Regions from separate parts of the Mus musculus genome. Here all the other regions are linked to region 4. Evidence: chromatin contacts called from public Hi-C data. All regions are on one chromosome and are shown on one strand. The core of a region is the stretch at or near the end of the contact, and the rest is flanking DNA. Distances in the headings are between cores, read along the strand shown. Region 1 overlaps Nrxn3 (neurexin III). Region 2 overlaps Nrxn3 (neurexin III). Region 3 overlaps Nrxn3 (neurexin III). Region 4 has its middle 140 kb from the start of 4930473H19Rik.

Region 1 (5,362 bases), core at 2,347-4,846, 550 kb before region 4:
GAAGAAGCCAGAAAAATGAAGAGAAAAGAGAGGAAAGGAGTGGGATAATGTCCTAGAGTCATAGTTTTCAACTTCCCTAATGCTATGACACTTTAGTACAGTTTCTCCATGTTGTGGTGTCCCCATCCACTGAATTATTTTCTTTACTACTTCATGACTACAGTTTTGCTACTGTTATCAATTGTAATGTAAATATCTGTATTTTCAGATGGTCTTAGGCAACCCCTGTGAAAGGGACATTCAACCCCCAAAAGAATTGTAATGAGAATATCTTCATTTTCTGAGGGTCTTAGGTGACCCCTGTGAAAGAGTCATTCAACCTCAAAAGCAGTCACATCCCACAGGTTGAGAACCAGAGCTCTACAGTTTCACTGCTTGTTGATCCAGAATCTAATGTGTAGCCCATTTTGCACTTCACAATGTTCAACACTAGCAGAATTCAGGGCAGCTCCCTTCTTGTGATTTGTTCTTCTGTCATCATTTATCACTTGAACTATTTTCCCACAAATGTCATTCATTAATTACTCTGTTTATACTTTGCCCTCAGAGCCTTGGCAAAGGCGGAAGGAGGGGAACAACTTTAGTTATGAACTTTTATAAAACCTCTAAAGGTGACGACAGTTCAAAACTGTGAGCAAAGGGCATCCATGAACTTAAATAATGAGCCATGAATCTCCTTACCTTAGTTTAATAATTCCCAGGGCCATCATTCCTTCGCTGTTTCTTACATGTGACTTCTATAGGTCCCCTAATCTTATAATGTACAGAACACTGATGGCTCAGCAAATTGGTGTTGTCAGAGGCAAAATAATGATAGCTCTGTTTTATTGGTGGTAGAAAGAAGAGTAATAACACATTTATATAGCTCTTTGAAAAAAGCATATATGCATCTATTATTTCATGGAATTGAAGCCATAGCTGGAGGAAGTATTTCCACGCTCATTGTACAGGTAGAATAGTCACAACACAATTAACAAATACCCCTACCAGGTCACAGGGCTGATGCTATATTGCATGCATATGGTTACCCACCACCTCCACCAGTTCCACCCAGGAACTCACATGCTCTGAGATCTAGTCTTGCATCTCCTTTTACTCATAGCAAAAAGATCTTGTGGAACAGTATTCTGATAGGACTGCCAATATCCACTTTTGTGCTCTCAAATTTGTGCTTAGGGATATAGTAAAGTCTAGGACCAAGATCTAAGAAAGAGAGAGCAGCTGAAAGATGTTAGTACGATAGAACTTTAACTCTGAGTTTTCTCAGCTCAGTAGTCTAAAGCTTGAGGGCAAAATAATTGGCTGTGCCATCCTGTGCATCCTCTTTAGGCACTATCTCTGGCTCTCACTTGCTGGCTTTCAGGTGCACCCTGCATCCATTCCCAGTATTGTTGACCGTCTTTCATTTTTTCTCCACAATATCATATAAACTTGTAGCCTATCATAAGATATTAACTCTCAGAACCTCAGTTTCCTAATTATTCAAATGCTAATTTTATCATTTACCATCCTGGTTATCCTAAAGGCAAGTCTAACATGGTACTATATGGTAAAGGTAAAGATCTGGCTAAGGTAAGAATTCAGGGTCACATAGCTGGAGTAATTGGGAAGAAAGGATTTGGGCTTGTGGCAGAAAACCATGGATGCTAACTTTCTTGAAGAATTTGCTTCAGGCCCCCTCTTAGTCCATCTTCCTAGTACGTAATGATGGGCCTCTTCTCGGTACCAGGAGAATCCGTGTGTGCCAGGGAAGCAGAGTATACTCACCTCTGGCGTAGAAAGGATTGTACCAGTCTATCACCAGACTTTGTTTATTGTTAGGTGACAGGGCAGAAATTACCATTTGCTGCTTGGAATATTCACCCTTGGGCTCTCAACTTTATGGCCCTAAAGCTTAATAGACTGAGTGCTCTCCAAGGAGCCCATTGTTGCTCCTTCTACAATTAAAAAAAATTTTTTTTTTCTTTTTTGTTGGTTTTGGAGACAGGATCCCATGTAGCTCAGGCCAGCCTTGAACTTGTTATATGTCTAGAGATAGCATTCAAGTCCTGATCTTTCTACCTTCACCTATCAGATGCAAGGGTTATAGCATCCAACTATACTTTCTCTTGTCCCCAGGCTTTCTGGCTGACTGCTCTTCTTGTTTCAGACTTAATCTGACTCAGGATTTTACTTACACAGCTCCCTCTGCCAGCTGCAATTTCTCCTAAACCATCCCATGACCATCTTATTTGTCACATGGAGGGCTTGGCTAACAAGCTGACCACTTGACCCAAGAAAATCAACCTGTAGTCACCCTCTTTTGCACAGTTCTTTCATTTTTCTGCATAGCTCTCTTATTTTCATACGTATATATTTCTCGGCACATACTAGCTCAGGAGAGCAGGATCAAAGCTCCCTCTAGTCACCTCCTAGAACCATGAGTTGTTTGTTGAATAAGTGGGGGGAAAACGGACTTCTTTGACAATATGGCCCTCATTCTCATGACCTCTGGCACTAGCAGACAGTAGGTGCACATTTACTGTTGACTTAATTGGTATAACTTCTTCTCTCAGCACTAACGATGGTCTCTAGAAGCAGCTAAGCCCCTGAACACTCATCCAGAAAAAACAACTCTGTCTGTGGAGAGTCTTACTAATGAGAGGGTAGTGTAACCCACAATGCCCTTTTGGACTCTTCAATTCTTTGTGCTAAAACCACCAAACACTATGGAATGGGGAGCCTGGGTATGGACTCCTTGCCCAACTATGAAGGTAAATTTGTCCTTGAAGGTAAATTTGTCCTTGGAAGGACTCCTAGGGAGGTGTATGCCATTAAAAGCATTACTCTGAAAACAGTACCTGCCCTCCACACCTGTCTAGACTGTTGCTTATCATGACCAGGGCAGTGAGTGGTCCTATGGCCGAATTCTATATGTTTAAGCTTCCTCTAAAATAGCCAGGCTCAAGAGCAAGGGACAGAAGTGTGGTGCATTTAAAAGATGGAGGGACAGGAAACAGTATTGACAACATAGACCTTGGATATTGTCATTACAAACCAGACCCTGTGAGCCAGACAGCTCTGTTGTGCCTCCAGAAGCCCCCAGAGACCTTGTCCTTCAGACATCTGCAGGCAACTGAAGCTTGTAGGGAGGCACACCCTGGATGCTGGCTCTGCTGTGGCCACATTTAGACTGTACTGCATTACCTCACTAGCAGCCAATCAGCGTCTCCCGAGCCTCAGCACACATGCTCCCCTCTGCCACAGACATTGCCTCATGTCACTCTCTGTCCCTGGAGCCTCTACTGCAGTGACCAAGAACCCACTCTGGGTGGGTGGCACAGGAGAGGTGGGAGTAAAAAGGCTGGATGTCAAAGCCACAGGCAACAGTGGTTTCTCCCTGAAGGCTCTTCTCCATCCCACGGGAGTCCGGCATGCCAGGAATGCGTGCTCTGTTCACCTGCCCCCCCCCACTCAGATACCATGGGTGGGTGGGCAGCAAGAGAGCATAATAGGGCCAAGGAGAGACTGCAGCAGCTTTAGAAGAAATTGAGTGCTGCGTCGCAGTTGGAGCACTGTGTGCACCTGCTGGTGACATCAGTAATCTGTTACACCTCCTCACGCCAGGACCCTCCCTGGAGGCTTGGTGCTGAACAGACAGCGGCCCTCACCCCATAGCCTGTACAGTCCCTGCCCACCCCTTCCAAAGACTAAATTGAAGTCCCTAGCCTCTGGGCTGATAAACTTGAAAAGCTGAAGCTAGTATTTAAGCAACTGAGAGGATCTTTCATGCCCAAAGCATCTGTACATTGTTAAAAAAAAAAGGTGGGTGTTAGCCAGGACCCCAATATCTGCCAACAGAGCTGCCTCTCCCATGGGTTTCAGGGAGCTCCCTTCTTCTGGGAGGCATCCTTGCTCAGTCTAGTGAGAGACTTTGAGAGAAGAGCAGTTTATCTTTACAGGGTCTCGCTTCAGAGAGTTTTCCCTCCAGGTAGAACTAGGAATGTTAATATATCTTTAAATGGAGGAAGGGGTGGCAGTGGACAGGGTGGGAAACCATTATAAATCGTCACAGGGTGTTCAATATTTTACACAAACACAGCTATCTAGCAGCAATAATGGCTCCACAGATGTGCCACGTGCGTGTATTGTTAATAGCTTTCCATGTGCCAGGGAGAAGAGTCTAGCTAGGGAACACAGAGAGAAAATATTAATGAGGGGTGAAATCAGATGACTCAAGACTCCCTCTGTTCAATGCTAATGCATGCAAACAAGATGTAGGGTTATTTCTTGATGACATTTGACTTCAGCCACCCCATGCAGACATTCTCTCCCCCTTTGAGAACTTCAAAAACATCTTATCAGAGCATACAAAGTCCTGCTACCGATCATTATTATGACACATATAGGAGTATTTTATGTGTGGCTAGTCTCTGTCCCTCTCTGCAGACACTGAGCCCAGTGTGTGGTATCCTATACACTTAACAAAAACAAAAATAACAACAAAAACCCATTTACTTGAAAGAACTATGACCCCACTGCACTTAGATCAGATTAATTAACAATTCAATCAAAATTCTATGTTGAAATTGCTGATAAAACTTTTTCTGGACAGAAAAGCAAAGAAAGCTAGTGCCCTCGAGCACACAAAGGAAACTGATTGTGGTATCTACCTTAGACAATCCTGACTACCTCTTAATTTTCAACACTCAGCTAATGAATCGGAGCCAGAAAGACATGTCCTTGTTTATTATAACCATGACAGTTAGAAAGTGACTCTGAGGAGGAGAAGTGACATTTTGAGATGGGAATGGGTTGGGGGGCAGGGTGGGATTAGAACTCAGGAAGCAGAAGTGATCCCACCATATTAGAAAACGCATGATAATGTCTTCCTGAGTCACCTCCCGTCAGACACATGCTATGCTCAGAGTCCAGGCCTCATCTTTATCAAGCCAAAGTCTCGATAGCCACTGGTGCAAAATGAGCCAAGCACTCAGAAAGGGTTAAAAAGAAGGCACTTGCCACAGGCTCCTTCCAGAGCAACGACAATGACTTCTAATGGCGCCATTAGAAAAGCTCCAGCCCCATTTTGCAAAGCTGATTTATTTTCAGCCTATTTTATTTCATTTATTACCTAAAGGATAATGCACACATTTTCAAGACCTGGTTAAAAAAAGAAACCTATTACATAACTGTAATAAGTCTGGCAGCTATTGTTGTAATGAACAAACTGGACATCTTGTCTCCGAGAAACGGATTTGGAGGTCTGTGGCCTAGGCATTTTTTTAGGATATTCAGGCCTTATGTCTTCCTAGATAGGAAGGACAGAAAAACACTAGAGGTTAAAGGTAGGAATCTACATATTCCGAGAGGAATTAGGGAA
Region 2 (5,116 bases), core at 1,604-4,103, 530 kb before region 4:
TGATTGCTGAGTTGAACAGTCACAAAATGAAGATTATAGCAAAGATGCACTCATACACAATTTGATTCCAATTCTGTCATATTATATTGGTTCTCTGACCACTTTGGGGTCATGTACTTTGACAAGAAAAAAAAAAGAGCAAAAATATGCACTCTGCAAAGATGCAAAGACAAAGCAGGCTACAACAAACCACAGATTCATGTTTGTTTCTTAAGCTTAGAGAGAAGCTTGAGCCTCCAATCATTATTCTTTGCCAGATTTGCTTTCTAAAGATTTCTTCCTCTCTCATTTCCACCTTCACCATCACCAGGTGTGTTGTCAGTCTACTCCAGATGTGTCAGTCTACCCTAAAACATTCATCCTTCAACCCATGGTGCATTCAGAGGTCAGTTAACTAGAACATAATTTGTGACTTTACCACATCTATGTTTAAATATCATCACTAGTTTAAGATCACGAGACAAAAGAGAGCTTGAGTCCCACTCAGGGAAGATTCACAAATTACAAAATGCTAGTGTAGAACCAGAGACCTCACTTTGGATTAGGTCTAATCACGATGCCAATGGATTTGATCCCCGGTGTCACATAAACCAGATATTGTTGGTGCATGCCTAAACTCTCAGCACTTGGAAGATGTAAGAAGACCAGAAATGTGAAGTCATCCTTATCTATACAGTGAGCTTGAAGGGAGCTTTAAGACATAGGACACCATCCCAAACACCCCTCCCATGTTTCTCAATGAGAGAAACAGAGACAGAGAGACAGACATAGAGAGAGAGAGAGAGAGAGATCAGCATGGTAAACAGGGGATAAGGAATAAGGATAGAGATATTAGATGAACATGATATGGTTTCTCTTGCTGAACTCCAGAATGGCGGTGCCCATGCCCCTAATCACCAGAGTAAATTCATCCTTTCCATGTACCAAAACTGCCTCAAGTGGTTCTGGGTCCATGTAAAACTAGGCTTTGGGGTTCAGTTACAGAATGAAAGTCTTTCGCTGTGAGGCTCACCTAAGTAAGCTCCACAAACCCAGAAAGAGTGCTGCATTGCTGAGAAACGTTTTTTTTTTTAATTGTAAATGTAATCATTCCAAGTGTAAGTTCCTCTTAGTCTCACAGTATCTCGAAAAATGACTAGCATAGTTAGAAACACTCCCTTCTGTTCCTCAGCCTTAACACAGTCTTAGCATGCCAGCAGATTCAGTATCATCTTTGGACAGACTTCATGGTTTACAGACGCTACCTGGTTGCTGGGATCTCATAAAGGAGAAGGAACAAGCTAAGCCTTTTCATAATCCTGAGTTATCTACCCTTGTTACCCAATCACCCCTCCATATCCCAAGCCATCTCATCAGTGATCAGGTATCACCATGTTGAAGTTTAGGTGACATAAAGGTCCTAGAAATAAAACTACAAGCCCCACTTCTATGCATGATCCAGCTTCCCTTACTCTCTCTACAGTCTCCACCTCACACCAGAATTTCACCTCAGAACCTTGTCTATGGCTTTCGGGCTTAATTAAAATAAAAAGAACAAAATGTTAGTCCTTCTTTCTTATAAGATAGGAGGATAGTTTAAAACCCAGAAGAAAGGGATACAAAAGGAACCTTGAGGATGGTGGGAGGGACACAGGAGGAGGAACCTTGAGAGGATGATGGAAGGGATGCAGGAGAGTAAGCCTTGAGAGAATTGTGGGAGGGATGCAGGAGGAAAATACTGTAAGAGTGGAGAGAGGCTCGGAATGGGTATTCTGCAGGTTATACAAAGATAACCTGGAACACCTTCCCTAACTACTGGTCCTAGTATTATTCTATACTCATTCCTGAGCCAAAGGGCCTCCAAGCTAATAAAGCTAACAGAAGAAAGACCAGTCAGAACTGACAACATAATGTTCCTACTATGAATAGCAACGATGCTTGCTACCATTACTATTATTCATAATAAAGCTATTTGTGCCCCACTCAATACGAGGTTGAACAAGCCCATTAAGAACAGGAAACCTATTTCCTGACCAGTACTGTTTACACACATCACGAGGAGACACTTGCTGGCTGGGAGAGCCCCATTTGCTCTAACACAGACTTGGCAGAAACCAACGGAATGAAAATAAATCCCTCAAGTAGAATTGCTGTGTGGTCACTGAGGTCATAGATCCTGTCTGGCTGTGCTATATGCTAGTATGAAGAAACAGCAATGACCAAGGTCACCTTGCTGTCATGCTGAAGACAGGGACCCTCCTGAGGTCAGCTGAGCACGATCTAATTTGCATAAACAACTCTTGGGAAAGCTGTGAACTAGTAAGGTAGTTCATTACCTACACTGTTAGTCCTGCTTCCTTCATCTGGCCCTTGTCCTGCTCCCCCCTTGACCACTGAGAAACCCACTCTCTGCAGGGTCCTCTGAACCATAAGACTGTCCAACCCCACCACCCTACTGCCTCCTCAAGATTCCATTTCCCTCTGTCAGTTTCTCTCAAGAAAAGGTTATGCCTAAGTGACTCATTTAACAAAACCAACAGTGATGTTTAAGGGTCCTCAATGGAGGGTCGCAAGATACAATGCCCAAGCCAGTTAAGGAAGAAGACCAAATCACATTCCCCAGGGACATTCCACTCAGACAGAAAATTGAAGGATCCAAGCAATGAATCCATAACAGCTACATTCCAAAGATCTGTGACAAGTTGCGACCACTTTGATACAAGGGGCTTGTGGAACCTCTGCCTTCTCCCCTTGAATGATTCCTATATTTTCAGCAGTGCATGGCTTTGTGCCCTAAGGTTGGTTTCCTAGGATGTACAGCGCTCCACATGTTCGCACCAAGTGAAGCTTTCTTCCCAGCAGAGGGCAGCAGCCGCCAGAGGCTGGAGCACGGTGCAGCCATCTCAGAATGAGAGGACAGAGGCAGAAGGCAGGAGGGTGGGGGCTGGGAGGCAGCAGACCGGGTTTGCCACTTCATCATTTGTTGTCAGCTGTCACCTCTGGTACGATCTGGCTTTCCAGCCACTGCCCCCATAACCTAGTACTTTCTGGCTGGACTGCCTCACCCTGATCTGCCAGTGTGAAAGGCTTTGGGTTATTAATCTGACCCGTGGAGCAAAAGCACATTTAAACCTCTTAGCTTTCCCTTACTCAGCTGCTGACGCCACATGGAAAACTGGAAGAAAAAGAGAAAGACCAGAAAAGATCCAACCTAGCTCTGCTCCCTCCGTCAATCTGCCCAGCTCTTTATGCAAAGATGGGGCTGAGGAGGGTCCACTCAGTGAATGGATAGCCACTACATATCTTATCCTGGGCATCAGCCAAAACCAGCAGCAACATCACACCAGTCAGAAAATCAGGCTTTCAGAGTGTCCTTTTGGGGTCAGCAGGCTTAGCACAGGATGCCAAGATTGCTTTAGACAAATGAAAGCAATCAAGCAAGAAACAGAAAAGAACTACATAGAAGAGAGTTATAGGTGAGTAGATGGTGTTCTGGATGTTGACGCAATAGGATCTGCTGAAATGCATACCCAGGGTCTAATGTTTGTCATGCATCCCACAGCCCATTTTACTTGACTTAATTACTGATGCTGAACTCACTGGTCTATATTTTTTTTTCCTTTCCAGTTTTCTTCTATCTGTAGGTCACAGTTGAGGCCATGGCAAATCCCTGATTTCTCAGTGAGTTTACCAGGATGCCCAGAGTTCTGTTTATACCTCATGGAGAGAACCAATCGCCCACCACCATCATGCCCAGAGTTGCTGGAAACTTCATTATTGGCATGTACATAGTGTTTTATAATATCTGTCCTCTCACATTTTGTATCACAGCAGAACATCATCATGACTCCATAAGATAGTCATTATTAGACCCATTTTGCAGACAAAGAAACCAAGGCACAGAGATTATCACAAATGGATAGTAGTGACAAAACTGGTAGTTTTGTGGTAGTTTCAACAGCTCTATGCTACCACTTTAGAATGCAACCTGACAGTCTAAATCCCTTCACGCTGATCACTAAAAGATTTTGATTGTCCAAGCACTACCTGAGGCAATGCTTAGATGCTTTCAAAACTCTTTCACACTAGGAAAAAGCTCTTCTCAAGTGATCAGTTTTAGGGGCAAGCCAGGGGGAAAGCCTACAGTTCCAAGAAATTCTATAGGAAAATTGAAAATAACTTTATTCAAGATGATATCTGAACTGAGCAGAATAGCAACACAAGGCATGCTCCTTAGTGTTCTACTTGATCACTGAATGTTAACTGAGACTCTGCTATGTTCAAAGGGTCATCTTAGAATTGGAGGGTAGATGAAATGAACACAAGATATCACTTGTACTAGACAGGTTCATACAATCTGTCTAGAATAAAACATACAAAACAATATAAGACAACATATATCAAACACTAAATGAGTACTGTTAATAAGTATCTTAGAACTCCGGCAAGAGGAAATACCAAATATTAGGTTGATCAGAGAAGGCTAATAAAGAATTGGGATGTAATGGGAATTCTGGAAAAGAGATCCAGTAGAAAGATTCTAAATACAGATGTTGGCAGAGACTGGCTCCTCCCACCATCCATATATGCCAAGTACAATGGTAGGCCCATGCATTATTTAGTCAGAGAAGTGCACAAAATCTACACTGAAGACTACACTCCATTGAATGAGGACAATAGGAGGGGAACTAAGGAATGCACTGTAGATTGAAGGACCCCCAAAACCAGGCAAAGCAACTAGAACTCAACCACAAGGAAGAACCAATCACTTCATGAATTTCTCAACCAGCTGTCTCCTAGAGAGGTGGTGGTGCACCATAAAAAGCCTAAGATGTGCCCATGGGGGAAAATAAGGAGAGCTATATACAATAAGTGGGGAGAAAAATAAACACATTCTTCAAACCAGAGAGAGAACCAGGTATTGAGTGGAATAAGAGACCCAGTGTCTGGAGACAAGAGTAGACTTTCTGGAAGTCAGTCAGGAACCTCCAAATGAAGACATGGAGTCTGCTTTTGACAAATGTCACAACTGTCCCTAGCAGGCAAGCACCAGAGTAGGGCAAGCAGAAGGGGTAGAGACCGAGGTTAGCCACTTAAGTCATCCAGTTACTGTCCTCAAAGCCAGACTGGATGTCCT
Region 3 (4,979 bases), core at 215-2,714, 800 kb before region 4:
TATTCTAAATTAAATAATCCATGTAACATTGGACACTTGGCAGATAGCAACAAGTTCTTAATATATGTCAGCTGCTGTTAGTGTAATAGCTTAACATGCCTGATTTCAATTCTATATGACAGGCACATTTCCAGGAATGTCTATGCATCAATAGTCTCCAGACATCGAGGAAGTCTGCACAAAGTTGTAAGAATAAATTAATATTTTCCACAGAGGCTGTTAACCTGAAGTCATAGTGTGATTTAGAACAGGTTTTCTGGAGGATTTCTAAATAGAGAGATACTTTAAGTCTTGGTCAATGGAAGGAAATTTAAGAAAGTTAAGCAAGTTAGACTTGACTCCAAAACTCCAGGATATCATCTGAGCAGTGGAGACAAAGGGATGAACAAAAAGACACAGAAGTTTTGCTTTTCTTTTCTTCCCATGGTGAATACTGCATCTGATGCCTAATACCAAGAAGGAATTGTGTTACTCACATCTATCTATATTTCTTTATCTATTACTGCTCAGGTAAACTATGTTTAGCCATCTTGGTCTCCTTACATACATCCCCATCCTTGGGACCTTAGCAAACAACTGGAAAACATGCTGTCCAATATAACACAGATCTGAAATCATAAAGCAAGACTTTGCTATTTAAATATTGGTTTTCTTGAATACTGCTATTTTGCGATCTACTTTGAAAAAGTGGGTCTTCATGAAAGCTGGGAGCTCAAATAACTGGCATATTTTCACACATGACCAAATTAAGAATCAACTTGGAAATGGTCAATCTAAAGGGAGAGTTCCATCTCTAGTTCTGAAGATAGCATGGCTGACATTGAGAGGAAACAGGTTTTCTCAAAATACACTTCCCCTTTCTAAAAGGAATCAGGAACAATGTTATAGGACAGTATTCCTCACTCTTCTCAAGTAAGAAGCATTCTGTAATAGAAAAGGATAGGAATTGGATTGGGAAGTATTTCCACTTGAACACTGGGAAGGATCGAAGAGACCATTATCCATAGCTGGATACAATGTGAAGTGCTTAAGGGAATAATGTCTTTACGGTTTCAAATGTAGTCTTAATTTTATGTGTGTCTGTGTGTAGTGTGCATGTGTGTGATATGTGCACAGAATTGCAGTGCCTGAGAAGGCCAGATAAAATCTGAAGTTACAGGCTGTGTGAGTCCCTTGACAAGAATGCTGGGAACCAAACTCAAGTCCTGTACAGGAGCAGTACCTTGCTCCTAACTGCTGAGCCATCTCTCTGGCCTGAATAAGTATTTTCAAGTAAATAAATAAAGATATCATACATGAAAAGTTTTAATATTAGTAGGAAGCTGGCTGCTATTTTGAACTTAAAGGTGATTTTCTAGAAAGAAAAATTTGAGCATTAAGGCTAGAGATGGAATTCTGTGTAAAACAAGCAAGTCTCTTACACAGGTGGACAGTAGGTGGCGATACAAGTTAAGGAGTAAGTCTTAGCCTAGCCTTAATGAAATCAGACTTCCGAGACAGAGCCTTAGGTGCTCTGCTATTTTGTGGACCCTCCAATGTTCAGTGCAAAAGAAGGGTATTCGGATTTTAGTTGGATCCTGAATTGCAGCAGAGAAGGTGTTAACTCCCACACACTGCAGGAGCCAACCACAAACCTTCCCCAGTTTGAGTCTACTTAATATTCCCTGCCTAACTCTGATGTGGAAACCTTTCCTTCCCACCAATGTAAACCACACATACCTCAATATGTACCCTACATAAAAGGCACTAATTGTGCAGTGGAATGAAACCAAAAATAGAAAGTTGTGAAAAAATTCAAGATAGAGCCCAGAAGACATAGATGATTTAATTTGCCCACCATTTTCCCTTCCCAGGAGCTCTAAATTGCAGCATTCAGTTGCAGCAAAGTTATTATTATTATTAAGCAGCCTATCTGCAAACTGTCCACAGTAGTAGAACATGGTTGTTAAAGTGCACATTGTCAGTCCCAGCACAATGCACTAACTCAGACATATTGAAAATGAAGGCAAAGAAACAAAATATATGTTTCAAGTATTAAAGTGGCACTGGGAAGTAGAATGGAGTTAATTCTTGTGTTCAAGGAAATTAAATGGAATTAAGGGAGTGGTGTCCTCAGGGCAAGATGCCACACAACTAAGCTTATTGTTTATGCATTTGCAGTTGTACCATAGAGAGTTATATCATGTTTGCCATTATTATCACCTGGTTATTGTCTTCATTGAGACATAAAGAGATATGACTGTGTGTCAAAATGAGAAGGGATCGATTGCAATAGCTATTCTCACTTGTCAACTTGACTATATCTGGAATAATGGCAATCCAGAACAGGTATAGATCCTGTTAAAAGGAATTAAAGAAAATCTTAGGTTCCAACATGGTGGCACATGCCTTTAATTCCAGGAGACAGAGGTAAGCAGACCTCTGAGTTCAAGGCGAGCCTGTTATAGAGCAAGTTTCCAGTAAAGAAGAGCTTGGGTTCAGGCATGGTGATATAGGTCTTTAATGCCAGCACTCAGGAGACAGAGCATGCAGATCTTGGATTTCAAGGTCAGCCTAGTCTACAGAGCAAGCTCCAAGAGAGCCAAGTTTAGGCAATGAAGGGAATAACAATAATAATAACAATAACAATAATAATAATAATAATACTCATGAGATTTAATAGAATGAAGAGGCTATGTTCCAGCTCCAGCAAGCAGCAGAACTTGGCAGCTATGGCCATGTGGTTCTGGCTTTAGAATCAAAAATAGAAGGGGTTACTGGGACAATTAATGCTGGTTAGCTGGAGCTAAGAAATTATCCGTGATTAAGAAGAGATCAGCATCATTGAGGTTAAATCTTCTCAGAAGTGTTTTCTGAGAGCAAAATGAAGCTGTGTTCTAGAGATAGGCTTCATGCTAGCAGCGGGTAATCTTTAAGAATTACCCAGGTGGTTCTTCTTTAGAAGGCATGAGGGGGTCATCAAGAGCAGCTGAGACTTGGCACTGTAAGAGGACACTGGTGAAGGTCCAGCCTCAGTTGCAGTTGGTGGCCAAGGAATGAAGGGGCCATGCAAAGAATTTGAGGCTTGGCACCATGAAGAGAGCCTATGAGAGGCTATTGATGAAGGCTAGTTGAAGTGAAAGACTCCAGAAAATTGGTGATGCCAGTACTGTGGAATGATCACCAAGAACAGCAATAGTAGTGAAGTTAGAGCCTAGAGTTCTACAGAGGGTGAGCTGGAGAAGTCATCCAAGCTCTTTAGAGGAGCTCAGAAGATCATGTATGGATCAGACAATGGAACAAGATTCTATGAAGTTAAAGTTCCCTTGGAAATCCCAAAAATGTTACAGATGTCAGAGTTGTGGGATACATCCTAAGAAAAGCCAGTAACAAGGAGTGGAACAAGGCCAAGAGAAAGAATTGTGTTGTAGTCAACAAAGCTGAAAGGAGTTGGTCATCAGACATGGAGATGGAGTTTTGAGCTTGCCCAGCTGGATTTTGGTTTTTCTTTGGTCCAATATTTCCTTACTATGACATTTTGGAATGTGATATATATCCTGTGATGTTAATACTATGTGATCTGCTTTTTTATTTTGATTTTATAGGGGATCATATTTTAAAAATTACAAGAATCTCAGAAAAGATTTTGAATTTAGGACTTTAAAAATATTTTAAGACTTGTGATAGACTATGGGGACTTCTGAAGTTGAATTAAAAACATTTTGCATTATGTTATAGTTAAGTCTATGGGGGCCTGAGAGTGAAATTTGGTGGTTTGAATAGGTTTGGACTCAATGGATTCATGTGTTTCAATGCTTGGCCATAGGGAGTGGCACTGTAAGGAGGTGTGGACTTATTGGAGTATGGATGGCCCTGGAAGAAATGTGTCACTTCTTTAAGGTCTCATATAATCTCTAGCTATATCCAGTGCAGAAGTGAGTCTCCTCCTGGCTGCCTTCTGATCAAGTTGTAGAACTCTCAGCTCCTCTAGATCCAAGTCTGCCTGCATGCTGCCCTGCTTTCCACCATGATGATAATGGACTAAACCTCTGAAACTGTAAGCCATCCCCAATTAAATGTTTGCCTTTAAAAGAGTCACCCTGGTCATTATGTCTCTGCACAGCAACAAGACCCTAAGACAGGCAGGTACAGTTTTGGGTGAAATAGACCCATTTTGAAAGAAAGCTTAAAAGGATTCAGTGTATCATATGTGTCAGAGCAAGGTAGAAGCTTGTCAAATTCTATGGAGCGTTCCTACAGCACTTTGAGAAACAGGCTATATGGAGGCACAGTAGCTGGAAAGAGAGTGGATTATGAAGCCACCAAAAACATGCAATATTATTTCGAAGGGGCAGAATGACTGCAACAAGAATGTGAAGAAAAATATGTTTTCCATGTGACACAGTCTTAAGTAAATTTACCAATGTTACACTTATTTATATTTCAGCAGTAGGCTTAACACTCATGCAGAAGTGGCTTTCTAAGTGTAAAGGTCTTGGATGAGATTAAAGTGTGACTGTAAGTTTTTGACTTCTGTGAAGCTGAGTGAACAAATAGAAGGTTCTACTCATATGTTCAATAAGCTTGAACCACAATCAAAATATGAAAACATTGATGCAAATAAACATTATCTTCTTATTTATCCTTTCTACTATTAAGAAATGATAGGAGAGTTATTTGGTTCTCTGAAGTCTAACTTCTTGAGTTCTTTGTATATATGGATATTAGCCCTCTATCAGATATAGGATTGGTAAAGATCTTTTCCCAATCCATTGGTTGCTGTTTTGTCCTATTGACAGTGTCCTCTTCTTGATTTTCTTGTGTTTTGCGAATTATATCTTGGGTGTTCTATGTTTCTGGGCTAATATCCACTTATCAGTGATTGCATATCTAATGACTTCTTTTGTGATTGGGTAACCTCACTAAGGATGATATCCTCCAGATACATCCATTTGTCCAAGAATTTCATAAATCAATTGTTTTAAATAGCTGATGTGGTC
Region 4 (5,528 bases), core at 1,646-4,145:
CTCTGAGTGTACTCAGTGGGCACAAACAAAAAATAGCAGCACATGAAATTGGGCGTGTACAGGGAATGTGGGGATGGAAGTAAAAGGGAGAGAACAGATCAAAACATTCTGTACATGTATGAAATTATCAAGAAATTTAAGAACACTATTCAAACAATTTTTTTGTTTTTGTTTTTTTATTACGTATTTTCCTCAATTACATTTCCAATGCTATCCCAAAAGTCCCCCATACCCTCCCCCCCCCCCATTCCTCTACCCACCCATTCCCATTTTTTGGCCCTGGCGTTCCCCTGTACTGGGGCATATAAAGTTTGCCTGTCCAATGGGCATCTCTTTCCAGTGATGGCCGACTAGGCCATCTTTTGATACATATGCAGCTAGAGTCAAGAGCTCCGGGGTACTGGTTAGTTCATAATGTTGCACCTACAGAGTTGCAGATCTCTTTAGCTCCTTGGATACTTTCTCTAGCTCAAATTCTTCTTTTTACTAAATTTTTTGAGTGAGTGGACTGGAGCCACTGATAGTTGGAGATCCTATCTGAAGATGAAAGCCAAGAACGATGGAAACAAACTTAAAAGAGGCATGGTCCTAGCTGGGTGTGGTTGTACAGGCCTTTAATCCCAGCACTCAGGATGCAGAGGCAGGTGGATCTCTGTGAATTTGAGGCCAGCCTGGTCTACAGAGCAAGTTCCAAGACAGCCTGGGCTGTTACACAGAGTAATCCTGTCTCAAATTTAAAAAAAAAAAAAGTGCAAACAAACAAGCCAAAAAAGAAATGTGTGGTCCTGATGATGATGTCATTTAGATGTCTATAGCCAGTGTCTACTCAGTATCACTTGTAAGCAGAAGAGGCCTGGAGAATTCAGTAGCACTTATCAATATCCAATTTATTCAGTACATGCAGAACGCAGAAAGAACATCAGAAACCATACCAAGAACTGGGCATTCAAACATGAGGTCCTTGCCTTCAAGAAGCTTATAACCTAGCAAAGGAGACAACCATGCAAAGTGGCATCCGCTAAAATAGAGATATTCCCAGAGATCATTTAGGGAAGGAACTGACTACGTATACAATAATGTAAGGAAGTGATGCCCAAGCAGGTTTGATGAATGGTGAGAGGGAGAAAAATGTGTGCTGTGCAAAGACATGAGGAAGCATGGTGTGTTCCAAGGAGAACAGTGACCGGTGAGCAAAGGAAAAATGAGAAGATCATGTACTATCTCCTAGGTAGTGCCTAACAATGTAATTCACAGTCTGCTCACAGCGGGTTGCTGTATCAGTTTCATTTCTCAGTGCTGTGACCAAATGCCTGACAGGAAGCTTGCTTTGGTTCACAGTTCAAGGGTACAGTTCTCAGTTTCATCATGATGAGGAAGTCATAGAAATCAGAGCTTGAGGCAGCTGGTCAGATTGCATATTCAATCAAGAAGCAGAGAGCAATGGATATTGGGGTTTGGTATCTATCTCCCCTATATTCAGTTTGGTACCCGAGACCGTAGCATAACTTACTGACAGGCTGGGTCTTACAACCTCACTCTAGGAAATGTTCACAGACAATGCCTACAGTCACTGTGCCCCCCCCCCCAACACAAACACATAGTGATTCTAAATTCCATTGAGTTGACAACTGACATGAACCATCACAGTTGTCGTTCAAAGACTTTAATCTCTGGAAGAGATATGATGATATTTTGTGTGTGTGTAAAGAATGGATTAGAGGATTGGAAAGATGGTTTAGTTGATAAAGTCCTGGCCATGCAAGCACGAGGAACTGAACCAGGTACTCAGCACCCAACTCAAAAATGGTTGGTAGAAGAGTACATACCTGCAATCCCAGCAGATAGAGATGGGAGGATCCCTGAGGCTTGCTGGCCAGCCAGTGTACCTGAATCGATGAGCTGTGGGTTCAGTGAGAGTCCTTATCTCACAAAATAGGATACAGTGAGTGAAGAAGAGACCTCATGTTGACCTCTGGACTCCATATGTACACATATGCTCACCTGTACCTATGCACATGTATGCTTACATGCACACATATATGCATGGATTAGAATTGGGTCTTCCTACTCCCAGTGATTTAATTAAGCAAAAATCCTTCTCAGGTGTACCCAGACCCCTGGGGTTTGGTTAATTCCAGATGTAGTCAAGATGACAACCAAGAATAGCCATCACATCTTCCCAAACCCAACCTCTGAATACCATCAACATGTGAATTCCCAACACACAGACTCTGGGACATATTCAAACATGAGAGTAAGATTAAGTTCATAGAAGAGATAAGGGCTTCCAAGCAGACTCCACACAAGTAGCTGCATTTGTTTTAAGTACCTCTTAAAAGTTAACATTTCATTAAATGCCTCTCGAGCAAGCAGAAAAGGGCCAGGTTCAGTTGTGACGGGAAATATACAGTGCCTATCTATAGAAGGTCCCATAATGTCATGTGTGGTCTTAGAGGACAAGGAACAATTAAGACAGGTAAGGTGTTTTAGGGAGCCAGTGCAGAGACAAACACGTATATTTTGGAACTAGAGGACATAGATACAGCACTGTGGTGAGGTCAGAGACATGTCCCTCCTTTATGGCCTCTTTCTGGGGAAAACACAGCCAGCTCTCAGATTGTCCTAGAGATGAGGGAAGAGCCGCATGTCCAAGTGAAAGATGAAAGTGATGAAAGTGAGGACTTTGTTCTCTACACCCTCACATTCACGCCACCCTCCCACAAATGATCGCATCTTCTTCCTGAACCTGGATCACTTCCAACATGGTTCTGTTCCTGTGGAGACCCAGGAGAGGGAGCCTCATCCTAGCCGGGCACCTGCTCTGGGTGGAGCCTCCCAGCCTGGTGAGAATGTCTCAACCACTAGGACGAGGCAGGGGTGATATCTGAGTTCTCTGGCAGCCAGCTCCCCTTATCCTCCCTTTCAGAGCTTGCCTCTCAACACCTCCCAGCGGCAAAGGAGGGGCTGTGTCCCTGCTGCTGGAGTTAATTACTGTAATTATACCTGCTCCTTCTTCGGCTCTGGTTCCCTTTGTTCTCAGTTTCCTGCCCGCTCATTTGCAAATCTAATCGCTCTGTGGATTGATTTTGTTGGTTTTTTTTTTTTTCTTTTTTTTTTTTAAATAGAGAATGGGATGGAGAGACAAAGATAGGGAGCAAAAAAAAAAAATGTGGGCGAGAAAAAGAAGGGCTTGGGGAGTGGGCTGGAAAGGAGTATGGAGAAAAGAGCCTAAGGGGAATGGTGGGAAAGAAGCAGGTGGGAGTCTGGAAGGTTCAGGTGACAGAGCACCCCAGCTTTGCCACCAGCCAAGGCATATGAGGCAGAACCGCGGGGAACAACATCCCCAGGGACCTCTGGTCTTTCCACTTCGTCTCCAGCTTCTCCTAGGACAAAGGAAGGGATGGGGTTTAGGAAACACCCTCAAAATGGTTGGGGTATCAGGTCTTTTTACAGCACAACCGAGGTCCTGAGTCCTACCTACAGAATGAGAGAGGCCTCGAGGCCAGGAAGGAAGCAAGGAAGAGAACAGAGAGGTCCTGGAAACTGGACAGAATTCTGCTCATTTGCTTTCTTCCCCTAAAGCAGACCAGGAAATCTTGCAGACCTTCCCCTGTAAAACAGGTCCCCATTCTAAGGGGGACTTCTCTGTAACTAAAGAAAAAGAGTGTCCTTATCTTTTAAGACACAGAAAAACAAAAACAACAACAACAACAAAAACCAGCTGCTGAACAGGCCCACCTCAGTGCCCTGAGCTTGATCACCACTCCATCCTACCCTTTTGTCCTCTCATCTTGAGGCCAATGGCTATTCGTAAAAATACAGTATCCTTAGACCTCCATTTCTGAATGCTTCTGTATTATGGAAAGCTTACATAAAAAATGCATAACTTTTTCTTCTATTCATATGTCCTTGGTTATAGGTACATCAGTTCAGTGGGTTAGGAATTTTACAGGAGCCTGAAACAAGTATCATGGAAAGAGCCCATGCTGCAGCAATACTGGTAGGTATCCTGCTGCCTTGATCTCCCCAGGGATTTGTGAGATCTTTGACTCATCTAGAACTCCTGATCAGACATACTGGTTTGGGTTGAATGAGAAAAGAGATAGAGATTTGAACACAGGGCAATAAGGCAGAAGATGCTCAGTAAGACAGGAGTGGTGAGTCTTTCACCTCTCGCTCAATCCCATCTTCTAGACCCTTGAAAACCACCTGGTCCAGGACTTCACAAATATGTTCTAAGGCACCCTGAGACTTCCTGAAGGACCCCACCCCCCACCCCGCTGGAAGACAGGTGTGATGATGCTCACCTGGAATCCTAGAGCTTGGAAGGCAGAGGCAGGCAGATCTCTGTGAGTTCAAGGCAAACCTATTCTACTGAGTGAGTTCCTCTAGGACTGTTTGTATAGTAAGACCAAGACTCTGTCTCCAAAGTGGGAGGAGCTTCTGGGGAAGGAGATGGGGCAAAGCAAGTGAGCAGACATCCTACATACATGCCAAGATACCATCAATGGCCTTTACTGGGTCCTGCCTAAATGTTTGTTTTAAAAATAATAAAAATGTTAAAAGAAATGAAAGAGGCCCTTCTATTAAAGATTAGAAAACAACTGATCCACTCCAAATCTGTCAAGGGAAACAGATCGAATGGCCTTGTGTCCCATACCACACAACAGTCAGATCACAGGCCTCTTAACTCCCAAGGGAGGGAGATTTCCGCTACCCAGTACCCAGTACTACTTACTGGGAGCACCGGGGGAGAACTGAAGTTCCTGATTCTTCTTGGGTCCTGAGGAAAGAAGGCCAGTGTGCCTGATGTCACCATCTTCCCAGGAGTCCTTGGTGGACCTCTCAATCCTCCATCTGAGGAAGTGATGTGACAGCGATGGGGTTTCCAAAGTTGGTTGCTACTCCATTCCCATACTGTGTTTTTAGCACCTGGCCACCACAGTGCTTAATGACCTCCATGAGGTAGAACTATTTCTTGACACATGAAAGGACTGTATGGCTGCCACTGAGAGCAAGTATAGCAGGCACAATGGTCCTGGCTGTTCACAGCTCCACTGTTAGTCAGCTTCTCTCTCCTGCATAACTGATTAATTCACAAGAAAAGGTCAGAGTTCAGGGCAGTTTGGAATCGGAGGTGGGGAATAGGAGTGGGTGTCAAGATCAGCCCACAAATCAACTCTTCTAGATGACAATTCCCTACACAGCATTCAGCCAGTGTTTACTGAGTACCTACCATGAGTCAGACACAGAACAGAGTCCCCGCCCCAGTGGAGCACAGTATAATTGGGGAGGCAGACACATCTAGATTCAGAAGTAATTATCATGCAATAAGTTAAGTTGATGTTAAAAATAAAAGTTTGGGGAGTACTTTGGAAACAAGGGTGTCAGCATCAAATGTTGAGTATCCTGGAATGGTTCTTCTCTTAGGTGAAAAAGTTTTCCAGACTATGGTTTTTAGTCTTGGAATCCAAACCCATTGGTCCAAGTCTATTTCTAAGAATAAAGACTGTCATATGCCCTTGTGT

Evidence for each region. Hi-C and Micro-C count contacts between places; a contact is called where the count stands out from the background.
Region 1: a contact with region 4 is called in a Hi-C map of cerebral cortex, with 2.4 times the contacts expected there. The contact joins two enhancer-like sites. A contact is called at or near these places in 2 of 39 promoter capture datasets (hippocampal neurons and second pharyngeal arch cranial neural crest) and 2 of 484 Hi-C or Micro-C datasets (cerebral cortex and cortical neurons).
Region 2: a Hi-C map of cerebral cortex shows a contact between it and region 4, with 2.8 times the contacts expected there. The contact joins two enhancer-like sites. A contact is called at or near these places in 2 of 484 Hi-C or Micro-C datasets (cerebral cortex and cortical neurons).
Region 3: a contact with region 4 is called in a Hi-C map of cortical neurons, with 2.8 times the contacts expected there. The contact joins two enhancer-like sites. A contact is called at or near these places in 2 of 39 promoter capture datasets (cranial neural crest and hippocampal neurons) and 3 of 484 Hi-C or Micro-C datasets (cerebral cortex and cortical neurons).

Annotation. Positions count from the first base shown.
Region 1 is chr12:89,127,570-89,132,931 of GRCm38.p6, reverse strand. The region is part of intron 3 of Nrxn3 (neurexin III); the gene reads right to left. Among named protein-coding and RNA genes, the nearest start is that of Gm40537, 160 kb to the right of the region's middle. Within about 2 kb of position 3,596, at least 41 of the 459 cell types and tissues checked have an H3K27ac peak or open chromatin away from gene starts, as enhancers often do. A contact at or near this core is called in cerebral cortex and cortical neurons, where this site is marked.
Region 2 is chr12:89,104,343-89,109,458 of GRCm38.p6, reverse strand. All of the region lies in intron 3 of Nrxn3 (neurexin III), which reads right to left. Among named protein-coding and RNA genes, the nearest start is that of Gm40537, 130 kb to the right of the region's middle. Within about 2 kb of position 2,853, at least 31 of the 459 cell types and tissues checked have an H3K27ac peak or open chromatin away from gene starts, as enhancers often do. A contact at or near this core is called in cerebral cortex and cortical neurons, where this site is marked.
Region 3 is chr12:89,379,941-89,384,919 of GRCm38.p6, reverse strand. All of the region lies in intron 9 of Nrxn3 (neurexin III), which reads right to left. Among named protein-coding and RNA genes, the nearest start is that of Gm40537, 410 kb to the right of the region's middle. Within about 2 kb of position 1,464, at least 8 of the 459 cell types and tissues checked have an H3K27ac peak or open chromatin away from gene starts, as enhancers often do. A contact at or near this core is called in cortical neurons, where this site is marked.
Region 4 is chr12:88,577,553-88,583,080 of GRCm38.p6, reverse strand. No RefSeq gene overlaps it. Among named protein-coding and RNA genes, the nearest start is that of 4930473H19Rik, 140 kb to the right of the region's middle. Within about 2 kb of position 2,895, at least 21 of the 459 cell types and tissues checked have an H3K27ac peak or open chromatin away from gene starts, as enhancers often do. A contact at or near this core is called in cerebral cortex and cortical neurons, where this site is marked.